2 separate regions of the Capsicum annuum genome follow, and region 1 is linked to region 2. Evidence: chromatin contacts called from public Hi-C data. All regions are on one chromosome and are shown on one strand. Each heading gives the region's core, a stretch centred on a gene start, on an enhancer-like site or on the middle of the called end of the contact. The rest is flanking DNA. Distances are from core to core; before and after follow the strand shown. Region 1 holds the start of LOC107839536 (glutathione synthetase, chloroplastic). Region 2 holds the start of LOC107879800.

Evidence for each region. A called contact is a pair of places that touch in the nucleus more often than the background predicts.
Region 1: a contact with region 2 is called in a Hi-C map of leaf, with 3 times the contacts expected there. The contact joins the promoter of LOC107839536 here to the promoter of LOC107879800 in region 2. A contact is called at or near these places in 2 of 5 Hi-C or Micro-C datasets (both in leaf).

Annotation. Positions count from the first base shown.
Region 1 is chr8:152,453,995-152,461,514 of UCD10Xv1.1, reverse strand. It overlaps LOC107839536 (glutathione synthetase, chloroplastic), which reads left to right and starts at 2,861. Exons shown (of 12, transcript XM_016683062.2): 1 at 2,861-3,348; 2 at 3,564-3,733; 3 at 4,763-4,838; 4 at 5,126-5,256; 5 at 5,639-5,761; 6 at 5,846-5,926; 7 at 6,102-6,182; 8 at 6,273-6,342; 9 at 7,369-7,490. The coding sequence starts at 2,998.
Region 2 is chr8:152,006,342-152,012,968 of UCD10Xv1.1, reverse strand. LOC107879800 reads left to right here and starts at 3,429. Exons shown (of 1, transcript XM_016726744.2): 1 at 3,429-5,290. The coding sequence starts at 3,818. The coding sequence ends at 4,783.

The DNA of each region.
Region 1 (7,520 bases), core at 1,612-4,111, 450 kb before region 2:
AGCTTGATTTCTCCAAAAACTAGTTATTTAATGTTTGCTTGAGTTTGAGTTTGTATTAGAAACAACTTTTCTAAAGTTTATAAATTAACCACTTCGGATCTTAATTACCTCACTTGTAGGATATCTACGGGTGGGTATGTTGTTATATACAAAGCACTTTTTTCCTTTTTGTAATGTTTGTTTTCAGACATAATGTATGGACCTCTTGTTCTAACAATTATATTTATTGCTTGCAAATTTGAATTATGGCCTCAACGTGTGAATCCTTTGAGAAAAGGATGGTTTATACTTTATAGAGAGTGAAAGGAATGGTTTATAGAGTTTAATTTGATTTTGCCATATTTACTTATTTAATATTTGCTTGTGTATGCTAGGAACTTTTTCCCCGGTTATAAAGTGCGGACCTCGATCTTGATCTAATAAAAGGAAGATATATAACCCAGCTATTTTAGACAGTTAAGTGTCGTTTGGTTGATAATGTAGTTATGCTGGGATAAGTTATGATGGGATAAGTTATAATAGGATTAGTTATGCTAGGATTATTTTTTACTGAGTGTTTGGTTTGTTGTTTTCAAATTAATATGCATGATATAATTTCTAAGAATAAAGTATTTGATTACCAAAAATACCCCTATCTTATTTAACTTCTTTTTTATTTATATATATTTGTTTTCAAGCTTTAAATATTTATTCTTAAAAATAAAACTTCCATCTTATTTAGCTTAATTTTTTTGTGTGTGCATTTTCATATTTATATCGTGTGTATTTTAAAAATAAAACTTTCATCTTATTTGGCTTTAATTTTTTTGCATGTGTCTTCCCATGATTATACCGTGTGCGTTTAAAAAAAAAACTTACTACATCTTATTTAGTTTGAATTAAAAACTTTCAACCTAAGTTTGTTAAAGTAAAAGAAGATTTGTTGTTTATGTCACTTCATTTAAACACATATTACTCATATAATATAGAATATTAAAATTCATTTTAATTGATATATACAATATCAATTTTCAAGTTATTGAAAAACTATTTATTTAAAATATGTAATTGAACAATAGAGTCGATTGTGAAATGATAATGTGTATTAAAACTAGGCAACGCCTTTATAGTTGTTAAAATATTTTATAGATTACTAGTGAATGGTAATTATTATTATAAAATCTACTTACTTTAGTTAATCTTTTCATTGTATAGTAAGAACTTTTTGTGTTATCAATTCACAAAAATAACACTTAGGAACGAAAAAGTTGATGTTGAATTCCATTTTTCTATGTTTAAAAAATTATAGTACCTACATTTTGTTGGATATATAAAAAATTATAGCACCTAGTTTTGATACTTATTATGTATGAATCTAACATATTTTTTTTTAATTTGTTAATTTTGCATTTTGATCCTTTATATAAGAAAATAGCGTATAAGTTTATAAAATTCACAAGCAATGGAATGAAAAAAATGCAAAGTTTAATTAATAAGAGGCTCATTTTTCTTAGTCATATATTTCCTTCGTTCCAAAATAAGATATTTTAGTCTTTTTAATTTGTCATAAATAACACGTTTTAGATAATCAAGTAGATATCAAATTTTTTTTTTAATTTCAAAAGTAATAATTAAAGATGATGAAAAAGATTGAAGAAATGTGTTTGTAATGAATTTGGGATATTTTTGTCATTTTATAATTTATCCCGGGATAAATTAAGATGGAATAACTTATACCACCAAATATGTGGTATAACTTATCCCGGGACTATTATTAATCCGGAATAAATTATCCCAAGTATTGCCAAACCAAATGGTGTATTAAAAATTTATCCCGGGACTATTATTTTATCCCGGAATAACTTGTCTTAGTACCTCACACCAAACGGCACCTTAAAGATTATGTTGGTCGGAAGTATCTAAAATGCAGACAGCTTGTATCATCTGAGATGGTTTTTAATCGTAATTTTTCTAAAGATGCTTCCTTAGCTTATGACACACATCAAGTTACAGCTATGGCTGAAATTGATGCACTGCAAGATGGTATTGTTGTGTATGTAACTTCACTGACAAATACATTTTAGTGTTAAGTCTGTAAAATTGGCAGTTTCTGTGTAGGAAGCTTAAAAGCTTTAGGATTGCAGAGATGGTCCAGATGTGGCAGTCATTTTATTTTATTTTATTGCTGGCTACGCACCTAGTGACTATCACGCAGAATCTGTAAGATAACTTATAATGAAAATTCGTTGGTGAAAAAAATCAGGAGGAGTTACGTAATAATTTTGGATTGCCATGAAACATAGCTCATATCTTTTTGTTGATAACATTAAAAAACACTCATATTCTTCAAATTCAAAATAGACATCATAATTTAATTGTATTTGCAACATTTAGAATTATTCCTTCTCAAGTTAGAGAAACCAAAGATATTTCTCAATTATCCAATTCACATAGAACAATCTTGATTTGAGTTGAAATTGCTAGTAACTTCACAAAAAGAATTTTTTTTTTTAAAAAAATAGTCATGATCATTTTTTTAGTTCTTGAGGGACATGTTGCCGTTGTTCAATCAAAGAGTGGGTTGATTGGAGACAATACATAATTTTTTTCTTTTAACCAAGGATAACCCGAAGCGGCTACAATCACTACCACAGTCTCGACTCTTTGGATGAGCACGTCGTGCGCATTGGATAAACCCCCACAAACTGCGTAATAGCCTGCAAACCACACAAAAAATGTAAACTACATTAGATAAGTCCTGTGCAACAGACTCGATTCAAAAAAATATTGAGGGGAACTCGAAGCCGAGTCAAACCAACCGAATTAGTATAGTGATGGATTGATAGTTTATAGTACTAGCATCTTCTTTTCCAATTGGTCCCATAATATTTTTCTTTTATTAAAAAAAAAATTCAGTATTGTATTCTCTTCTCTTTAGCACTTAGCAGCCATCCAATTGTAAAGGGCCACTTTGGACGATTACACAGAGAGAGGGAGAGGGGTCCAAAGAATGTCAAAATGGGGGGCGGCCATTCTTCTCTATCAATCTCACAAGGCAGCACCACTTGCTTAGCACTCTCTTGTGCATCCTCTCCTTTTCAACCCCAAGAATCACAATCAAACTCTTTAAATTTCTGTTCAGCAGCTAGATTCTTGGAACCCCATCTCCCTAAATCTTCTAAGATTTTCATACCCAAATCCCTATTGAGGTGTTCTAAAGTGCACAAAATGCAGACCCAAGTGGGAGATTCTGTGAAATCCATTGTTGATCCTCATGATATCGACCCAAAATTGGTGCAGAATCTTGCTTATGATGCCCTTGTCTGGTGCTCTCTTCGTGGCCTTCTTGTTGGTGACAGAAATTCTGAGGTCAGTATTTATGTAAGTAGAGCCTTGTGATCGGGCTTTACTGCATAGGGCTTGCGTTTTTATACTTTAAAGAAAGAAAAAGCTCCGATTTTGTTGATTTCTCTTACTGTTTGATTAAAGTTTGGTGCTTTATTTTGCATTTATCATGTGTTTATCAAGAAGTTTGTTTGGTGTTATTGCTTTCTTGTGATGTATGTGTCTTTTGAAATTTGAAGAAGTCAGGAACTGTTCCTGGTGTTGGTATGGTTCATGCACCAGTTGCTTTGTTACCAATGTCATTTCCTGAAAGTCATTGGAAGCAAGCTTGTGAAGTTGCTCCTATTTTCAATGAACTAGTGGATCGTGTGAGTCAGGATGGAGAATTTCTGCAGGAATCACTGTCTAGGTTGGTGATTTTTCTCCTTATTTGCACATAATTGCTTCCGTGTTTACTGATCACTTGAAACATGTACTGGAACAGAATGCACAAGAACAACTCTCTAGTAAGTTGGAAGAGATAATGGTAGTTCTTTTAGAGTTCTGTGGAACTTGATACAGTTTTCTGTGTGATCTCTTGTGTAATAATGGAGACAATTTCATTCTGATGCCTTTAGTCCAGTCAATGTAAAATTGATCTCATTTGACTCAACTTACGTCGTTCTTCCTGCCATACTAAAACAGCATCCATGTCCTGTTACTTGAGTGTTTCTTCCTCCTCTATGCCGTGCTTAATTTATAGTCAAGTTTCTTCCTTCAACTATTATGATGTTACACAAATTCCTTTTGTTCCTAAAACTTTTGTTGTATTTTGTTCTTGGTGGCATTGTCGTTGTTATTATTTTATTACTGAATATAGTGGATCTGCTTATAGGCATAGTATGCACACTGTTAGTGCTTTACTACCAGTCTAATTTTACAGAGAGAATTATACATACTGAGCTACCTACATAAAAGAATACTCCTATGCCATTTACATCAATGAAAACTGAAGATCCTTTGACATCACAAATTTCATTAATTTTAGTGATAGAATGTTGATTTTGGAAGTCAATAGGACCTGCGGCTATGTTCCTATGAAAGTTAGTAATCATTGGATGATCAAATTTACTCCATAACTTACCAATGATCAATATAAGTTCATGTAGAAGTTCTTTCAAGAATTGATCAAATACCATGAAAGACCGCCTCCATTTAATGATCCTTTTATGGATGCAGTTTCAAGTAGGAAAGCCATTCTTAGGTTTGTTGTATTATTTGAAATCCATCCTGACTAAGCTTCTAATTTGCTTTGTGTTCAATTTCTCTGGTATTACATATATTATTCTCCGTGAATGTACATACCTCTGGATAGGGACAAGGAATTGTATGAACGCGTCAGGCATGACCTTTTTGTAATGTCACATTTGGCATGATCTTTATCTGCTTTATACTGCAGGACAAAAAAAGTTGATCCTTTCACCTCCAGACTGCTAGAAATCCACTCCAAGATGTTAGAAATCAACAAGATAGAGGTACGTCTTGATAATACATAAAATTTTAATTTCGTGATGTGTGTGCACTACATCTGTCTGCACTTCAGTTGTTTTGGGTTGATGCATGATTTTGATATATTACATGATATCAATCACCGTGATTTTGATTTGCCCCTTTATCATTGTACTAGGTTTTACTCAATTTGCTTTTTAGTACAAAAAAATTTCTTCTTGTTGCTTCAGATGTTGTCATATTTGATCATCTGGAATGGAAATTTGTCCTGTATTTCTTCATCTCTATTTGATTTGATATGATATTGATGTAGGAAATACGCTTGGGTTTGCATCGCTCAGACTATATGCTGGATGAGCAGACTAAATTACTTTTGCAAATAGAGCTTAACACAATTTCGTCATCATTTCCAGGGTTAGGTTGTCTAGTCAGCGAGCTTCACAGGTAAAACTAGTCTCTGTTAACTTATGTAGTAAAACTTTCATTTTTGACCTAATGAATTGCATTTTAATGTTCTTATAGAAAATGAAAAAAACTGGAGCAAGTAACAAGAAACTTCATGGGTTCTAAAAAGGCAGCTATTAAAATCTGCTGCACTATGGTTGGGTCAATGTTGTGTTATAAGAATTCTCTTACATTGGTTGTCACTATCCAGAACTACTGTTGTCATTTTACCAAGGATTTTTTTTTTTTGTTTTTTTGTTTTTTTGTTTTTTTTTTTAATGATGAAATCTTCAGTGTATGCATGTATAAATGTTGAAAACTTTAGATAGTAAAACATCTAGATCTTTCACCTCTAAAGCCGGATATTAACTGTCATTTGCAGGAGCTTGATTCAACTATACAAAGAACATATTGACCTAGATCCTAACAGAATTCCCACAAACAATGCCGTAAATCAATTTGCTGAAGCATTGGCTAAAGCTTGGAATGAATATGGTGATCCAAGGTCATTTTGATTTGGGAGACGTTTTATTTAATCCTAGAATGAGTAAGGTCTTTGAAGCTGTACTAACTTAAATACATATTGCAGGGCTGTAGTTATGTTTGTGGTTCAATCTGAAGAACGCAACATGTATGACCAGCATTGGCTTTCTGCTTCATTGAGAGAAAGATATCCTACTTTAAATTAGATGTTTACATATCATGCATCTAATAAAAGGATGATAACCATATTTAAGACACTTAAGATTATGTTGGTCTGAAGTATCGAAAATGCAGAATGTTGTAAATCTGAGATGGTTTTTGATTGTAATTTCTCCTAAAGATGCTTCCTTAGCTTATAACACACATCAAGTTACAACTATCAGAAAGACACTAGCTGAAATTGATGCACTTGGCGAGCTTCGACAAGATGGTACTCTTGTTGTGTATGTAACTTCTCTGACAAATTACATTTTAGTGTTAAAGCTGTTCATTGTCAGTTTCTGTATGGGAAGCTTAAGAGTTTAGGATTGCAGAGATGGTCAAGCTGTTGCAGTCGTTTATTTTAGAGCTGGTTACGCACCAAGTGACTATCATTCAGAATCTGTAAGATAACTTTTATGCTGCTTGACATTATGGTTTATGCAACTATTGGCTTACTGTTAAATGCATACCCGTATGTTGTGCAGTAACTTCACTATTTGCTATCACTAAAGGCAGATGTCTTCTTTACAGATGAATTTGTGAACATGGCCTGATTTGTCTGATCAATGCATATGTTGGTGTCTTTATGGAGCACAATCTTATGCCATTTAACAATTTTTATCCAGTTCCTAAATATCATAAGTGAGAAAAGGAATAAGCAATACCTTATAAAAAAGAAAAAGGAAGAAACAATTCCAAGGGGGAATCTCTCTGGTAAAAAACTGTGGGCATGGTAGCTGGCGGGAGGATGGAACAGGTTATCTACCTATTTTATGTAGGTATTACTTTAAATCAAAATTGCTTAGATAGGGATGGTGAGGGGGAAATGGGAACATACAATTGGAGAAGTAAGAGAAATATGGACATGCTAGGGTGGAAGCGAAAGGGCTGTTTAGCACTGCTCAGTGGCTGTAGTTCTCAGATCCCAAAATAAGAGTAGCCTAATTCATACACTTATGATGATATCTGTTATGTTTTTGACATGGCATGGGGGTAAATACATTTTAAACAAAGTTAATGAACTCCACATTCTAAGGCATTGCATTCTCCTTGTAAGTGAAACAGAAACAATTATTTTTGATAACCAATTGAAATGGAACTGTTTGGATGCCTAACTCAGGGTAACGTGCCCTGATCATTATCACTGAACAGTTAAAAGGCAGTCTGTGGTTCTTTTAGTTAGTCTTATGGATATCTACTTACCTGCAAAATCTTTTGAAAGCATCTCTAATGCGTGCACACACGTGTTTGGGTAGAGGCAAAGTTGATTCAGAGTTACTGTTGAAATTTGAGATTATGGATGTGGCCCAAATAGAGAGATCGTCCATTTACTATTGCATCTCGTTGAATCTCCAGTTCTCCACTTAGGTATACACTTCCCAGTAACCTATTGTCTTTGCTTGATTTGTTTTATGCACTTTGTTGTAGGAGTGGAAAGCTAGGCTGCTGATGGAGCAGTCACGTGCAGTCAAGTGCCCTTCAATTTCCTATCATTTAGCTGGCACCAAGAAGATTCAGCAAGAGCTTGCAAAGCCCAATGTACTTGAAAGGTAAAAAGCTTAACTCAAGTTGCGTGTCAT
Region 2 (6,627 bases), core at 2,180-4,679:
CAAATGGACGGACATTATTTGCAATCGTCAGTCACAACTGTAATGGTTGCTAAGACTTCTGACATGATGCTAACTAAACAACTTCCTTTGTTCCCACATTCCTTTAACTTTTACAACAACAATTCACTACTATATGGTGTACAATGCCTCCTTTTATTTCATTTTACTTAACTCTTCTATTAAAATATTTATTTCAATTCATCTGATTGATTTATAAAATTAATAATTTTTTTTGGCTATCAATTTTATTTCTATCATTAAATGACTACATAAATAATTGTAGATAAATTTAAATTTTTTAAACATAATTAATAAGATTAGTTTACTAAAATAAGAGACCATTTTGGTCATAAAAAGTTTTTCCCTTTTTTTCAATTTTTTTTTTCACTTTAGTAAAAACTATGTTGTTTAGCCATGGAAATTCCAAAAACATTTTCAACTTGTTATTTGAAAAGTGAAAATAAGTAGGCGTTTGGCCATAAAAATTAAAGATTTTTGAAGTTGGAGTTGGAATTGAAGTTGGAGTTGTGTTTGACCATGTATTTTTTGAAAGATTTTTTTTTGACTTTTGAAAAGTATTTTTTAAATGTAATTTTATGTCCCTAACTTTTAAAAACTATTAAAATTGCCCAAATAACTACTTTACCTACTAACTAACATACAATCAAATGTGATTCTTAAACAATGAGAAAGATTCAAATAATTTTTGTTATGGTATTAACCTTTTTGTAACATCAGCTAACCAAATAACAATACAACTAGGGTGGACATTCGATTTGTTCGACTTGATTGTCTAATATCGATTCAGTTTTTCAATTTTTGGATTGACAAAAATGACAACCGTAACCAAATCGAAATAAATTTGATTTGATTCAGTTTCTATAAATTCGGTTCGGTTATTTCTAATTTTTATTTCGATTTTTAAGATTAAAGTAGTAAGTTTTTCTTTGTCATGACTGAACATTTAAAATTGATGATTTTGTTTAGAAAATATAATTTTTTTTCAAACCTATTTTTCATTTCCAAATATAAATAACTCACCATGGATGAAATGAAATGAAATAACCCAAAAAACATTATTTATACTGATTTCGATTTTTCGATTTAACCATTTTTTTGGAAAATAAAAAATCGAACCGTTTAATCGAATTTCTAAAATTTGAAATCGAAATTCAAAAAAACGAAATCAAAATTTTCAAATTGATCCAAACAAGACAAGATTTGGTACATCTTGTATACCATACCAGCAAGACAAGATTTTCAAATTGATCCAAACAAGTAAGCATTTGTACGAAGTTAATAGGCAAGATAGTAAACCATTGTACATATTTCTTGATGAGTAAGTATTATGTAATGGGCAAAGAAAAATAGGCAGTTAACAATTGGAGTTATATTAAAAAAAATAGGCTTTGTGTAATATTAAAAAAGATTGGGGCTATATGTAGAAATAATAAAAATTGAAATTGGAAAAAAAGTGAAAACAACAAAAAGTTGTTTTCACTTTTCACAAAACAAATTTGGAATTGTTTTTGGAATTTCTATGGCCAAACACCACAAATTTTATTAAGTGAAAAAATATTTCGAAAAAAAGTGAATAATTTTTATGACTAAACGACCTTTAAGTTTTTGTTGTTTTTACTTTTCTCCAATTTCATTTTCAACTTTTGTTATTATTACATATAACCACAATTTTTTAAATTTTTTTACAAAAATATCCTCTTTAACTTCAGCTAACCACCAATTTTGCTGTGGCTACGTGGGTTGAAAAAGAATCAAGATTTCATTTGTTTTACAGTTCCTGTTGTTTATATCAGGAAACATTTGGAGGTTTCAAGAGAATTTGTTAATGAGTGACAATTTCGTTTCTATTCTTCGAAAACCTGTGATTTTCTTTCTATTTCTAGTTTTAACAACAAGGTTACGTTTTAAGAACTTGAATTAACAGTTTGGTTCATGCAGCCAAATGGAATTTTGATGCAACAAAGGGTATAATAATTTGTCGGATTGTGCTTCAAACTCAAAGCTATTATAGCTTTAAAGGCATTAAACTAGTTTGAAAGAATTACATTTGGTTGTATGTTAGTAGATAAGTTAGTTAGTTGGGTGATTTTGATAGTTTTTTAAAAATTGGGGATATAAAATTATATTTAATTTTTTTTTTTCAAAAGTCTATATTTTTCTTTTCAAAAAGACATGGCCAAACACAACTCCAACTCTAATTTCAATTCCATTTTCAAAAAAATTCAATTTTCATGGTCAAACGCTTACTAAATCTATAAGTATGAATTGAAGAGGATAGAGACTATGCAGACCTAACTCTTGCCACGTAAATATAAAGGGATTGTTTTTAATGAACCCTCAATTTAAAATATAGCATATTCAAACAGTTTCAACAACAACAACAACAAACCCAGTGTATTCCCACCTAGTGGGGTCTGGGGGGGTAAGATGTACGCAGTCCATACCTCTACCTCTAATGAGGTAGAAAGGCTGTTTCCGATAGACCCCCGACTCAAGGCACGAGATACCACACAAACACATAGTGCACCACAGAAGCAGATTACATAACATAAATACGGCACCCATAAGTAATATAAAGCAGAGGAAAGCAGGGGAAAGCACACAGATTTGTATATTTTATGTAGTCACTAAATGATGGGGTAATATTGAAAGAACATGATAAACTTTTCTTAACTTCATAAATTGGACAACTAAATTAAAGCTATTATTTTTAATAAGAGGGACAACTAAAAATGAAACGGAGGAAATAAATTTTTGTTATATATAATATTATTACTATAAAAATTCTTAGTATATATTAGGTCGTCATCATCTTTTAGATAATATTTTATAAAGAAACTCGCAAATTTCCATGCTGAATATAAGGTAGTAGTTGTTTTACACCAAGAATTGGTAGAGACATTAAATTAAAGAAAAATAGTGGCTAATAAATTGAACAAGTTGTTGTCGAGTGAGTCTCGTTGCCATTTCCATTGCCCTGCCCTAAAAATATGTAATACATCACATGACATCCTTCTCTTATCTATAGTGTGAGGACCTTAAAATACTGCCCCTCCAATTTATGATTATGTGGATACCAAGCTGCATCGACCAAGCCCAATCCGTTATTCTTAAAAAATGTATTTTATAATTTTCAAAAAAAAAAATAAAAAAATTAATATAAATATTTGCAAGATAATATTTATATGGCGTTAGCATATACTCGCTACTCAAATCTCCTATGCCTATCAATAAATTGCAATAATTTTGATACAATACATATTAAATTCAACTTCAAGTAAAAACTTAATTATATAACCTTAATCTGAAATCATTATTAGTTTTTGCAAATATCTTAAATATAACCTCACAAAAAATAATTTTGTTAGATATAAACCTGTTCAATCTAGTTCATTGAAGCTTCACTTAATCAACATGCATGCTTACTCAAATCGAATAAAAAAACTTCTTCACTCCGACCAAAAGACGAGTTGAACTTAGTCGGCCCAACATAACTTTGACTGCTCTAGACATGAAAGGCACAAAGTATAGGTCATGAGGATAAAGATGTTGAGTTAGGGAGGGATAGAATTTCTTTTTTAAATGAAATAAATAAGAAAAACGTCACACCATCTTATTTATTCCGAGATTTATGTATGATACTTTTTTCGAGATTTATATAACTGAAAAAGAAGAAGATTTTTGTGCACAACACTTTTTGTACCACACATAAATGTTTAATAGTACATGTTCTTTAATATTGAAGTGTCTAATAAAAAATTGGGTCTGAATTCTCGGAACAAGTTTAAGGCTATTGATGAGTAGATTCATTACAAAAATTATTTTTAAAAGAAAAAAAAAATCTCAAAGCCCTTATATATATCCAATCTTGCAAGCTAAGCTCAAAAGACATACTACCATTATGATGACGAGCTTTTGTAATAAAAAAGTCCACCCTTTCTTGTGTGTATCAAATTCCAAAGACAATGGAACCCTGATGGACCTTTCCACCCCCCGTATAAATATTCTCACAACCCCATCAATCGGCGGCGACATCTCTGCAGTTGACACTCAAAAGCCTACCAGTTACGTCGACTCCGGCCACATGACACCGCCAGCTGCTGTGGCGAAGAAAGATCCCGGCGGAATTGGGTTCTTAGATGAAGTCGGCGGGAGTGTTGATGGACTAATGTCATGTACAGAGAGTCTTGGTTTTGAGAGTTCTGATGAGAGGACAGTAGATGATCAAATTGATCATATCGAAGAACTAGGTTTGTTTGCTAGGAAATCAAATAATTGTACTAGTAATATGTCTGGGACTAATTCAAGGTGCTGGCAAAGAAGTAGTAATTTTGGGGAGAAGAAAGAGAAGAAGGAGTTTCCGCCGCCATTATCGTCGTTGAGCCAAGATGGAAAGCCCAATTTCTTCATGCGTGCGGTGAGGAAAGATGGACGGTTAGAATTGACCGAGGTGAAAATTGATCGGCCTGAAACTCTCCGTGCTTCCCGCCAAGATGGACGGTTGAGATTGCATTTTATTCGCAACCTCGAAGAAGAAGACGAAAATTACTATTTTCCCGCGGAAACAGAGGAACGTCTAGACGATGAAGAGGAAGTAATTGAAACAGATGAAGAAAATGATGATGAAGAGGAAGAAGAAGATGTTGCGGAGTGGAAGTTTCCGGTGACACGTGGAGGAAGTAGAGATTGTCATCGGAGATGCTACGGCAGACACCATGATAATCTACATGTATGGAGGCAACGCTGTGTAACAACTAGGTGAATTATAATAATTAAATGAGAAATTGGACATTAGTTTTATTTAAATTAAATGCAGTAGGGACCAAGACGACATGGCCATCCATGTGAATCCGTTTACAGTACTCTGCCATTTCAGGGGAATCTAAGAAATTGTAAAAATGAGGACCCAATGAAGTTTGGAAATAAGAAGCTGCAGGCAGTGAAATTAAGGGCCTCGAATTGCTAGGAGTTGGGGAAATAAATAAAAAAAAGCATTGGGATTCTGTATTGCTGCAACAGAGCAGTAAATTGTGTGATGTGTCGACTGAGGAGTATCAGGGGAGGGAGGGGACAGAGAAGAGAATAATCAGTTACCTAAATTTTCTGAAAACAAATTACAGTACCTACGTGACAGACAAAACCAAGAATTATTTTTGGTTAAGAATACTAAATTTGGAACTTTCAGTTGAAGCACAAGTTGTACTTGTACCATAAACAGTAATGAACGTACTAATACGTATTTGTTTTATTTGTTAAAAGTTACTAATTACTAGTGCTGTACTAGAAAAACTTTTAAGTTAAAACTGGTACTCTTATAATATACTACTATGACGTAATTTCCAGTTGTGGGGAGAGATTTTTGTGGCAGATTTCATACGGAAGCATTATGAGATGGGTCTGGCGGCGATGAATTTTCTTCTTTTTTTTAGTATTTGCTTGATTTGCACACCCTTATCAGATAGTATATTTTATTTTTTAGGAAAAAAATCTTCAAAATAACGGCAATATCAATCCTCCTGAGAAGAACTCTTAGAATTACGCAAGGGGTTTTTAGTCTAAATTTAAGCATAAAGGGCCAACTTGTTGATGAACAAAGGCGGCTTAATATGATTGAAGACTTAAAAGGGTCAAATTTGTTTTTAAACTTACATCTATATTTGGTTTAAATCTATCTCCTGTTTTGAAAATAAAGATGAATTTTCACGTAGTTCAGAGGCAAATTCCATCCTTATTGATAATGACAAAGATATATTCACAACAATTCAAGATAAATTTAATATAATCCTTTATCCTAAATTTAAAGAAAGAATGATATACTATAATTGATCCAGATACTAGCTAGGTACATATTTTATTCCATTATTATCTACAAAACAAATAATTTGAATTGCGTTTTCAATAATATATTGATATTATAAAAATTGGACTCTCATCGCATGATCGCTAATATGACATTATAATCACTTTACCTTAATTATTGTGACAGAGATACTCACTTTGTAATTGATTTATTATCTTTGATATCATTATCGATTGACACTTCATAATACAGTAACCTTTTTCTGGTACCAACCATTGGGCTTTTATTAATTATTAGGGCATGAATATTGTGTGATAGAATCCACAAGAGCAAGATATGTTCAAATTTGCTTTGTGTAAGAAAAGGACATGACAAAAATGATATTGAAGTGGGAAATATATAAATAATCATATTAGTTCAAATACTAGACAGATGTATAGTTGCAGAAGAAGTAATTGGGTGGAAAGATTTGAAATAGTACGTAAAAAATGGGGAAATGCATGCTACCCAAACTTTGGCTCATTAATAATTATATTATCAGCAATCAGAGATGAAGCCAAACGTGACACTAATTGTGGACAATAATTATTGAGCTGGTGTGACAACTGTGTGGGTCTAAAAAAATAGACCTCCAAAAGTAATTGAAAAGGACATAAACAAGAAAATGACACTATAATACTTGACACTTCCAATCATCATAATAAGAAGAATAAACATCAAAGCAAATTCATAGAAATTTCCTTTGTGATGGACCCCTTGGCCCTTGTAGATATTTAGTGAATTATGGCATCATGATTCTTGGTCCA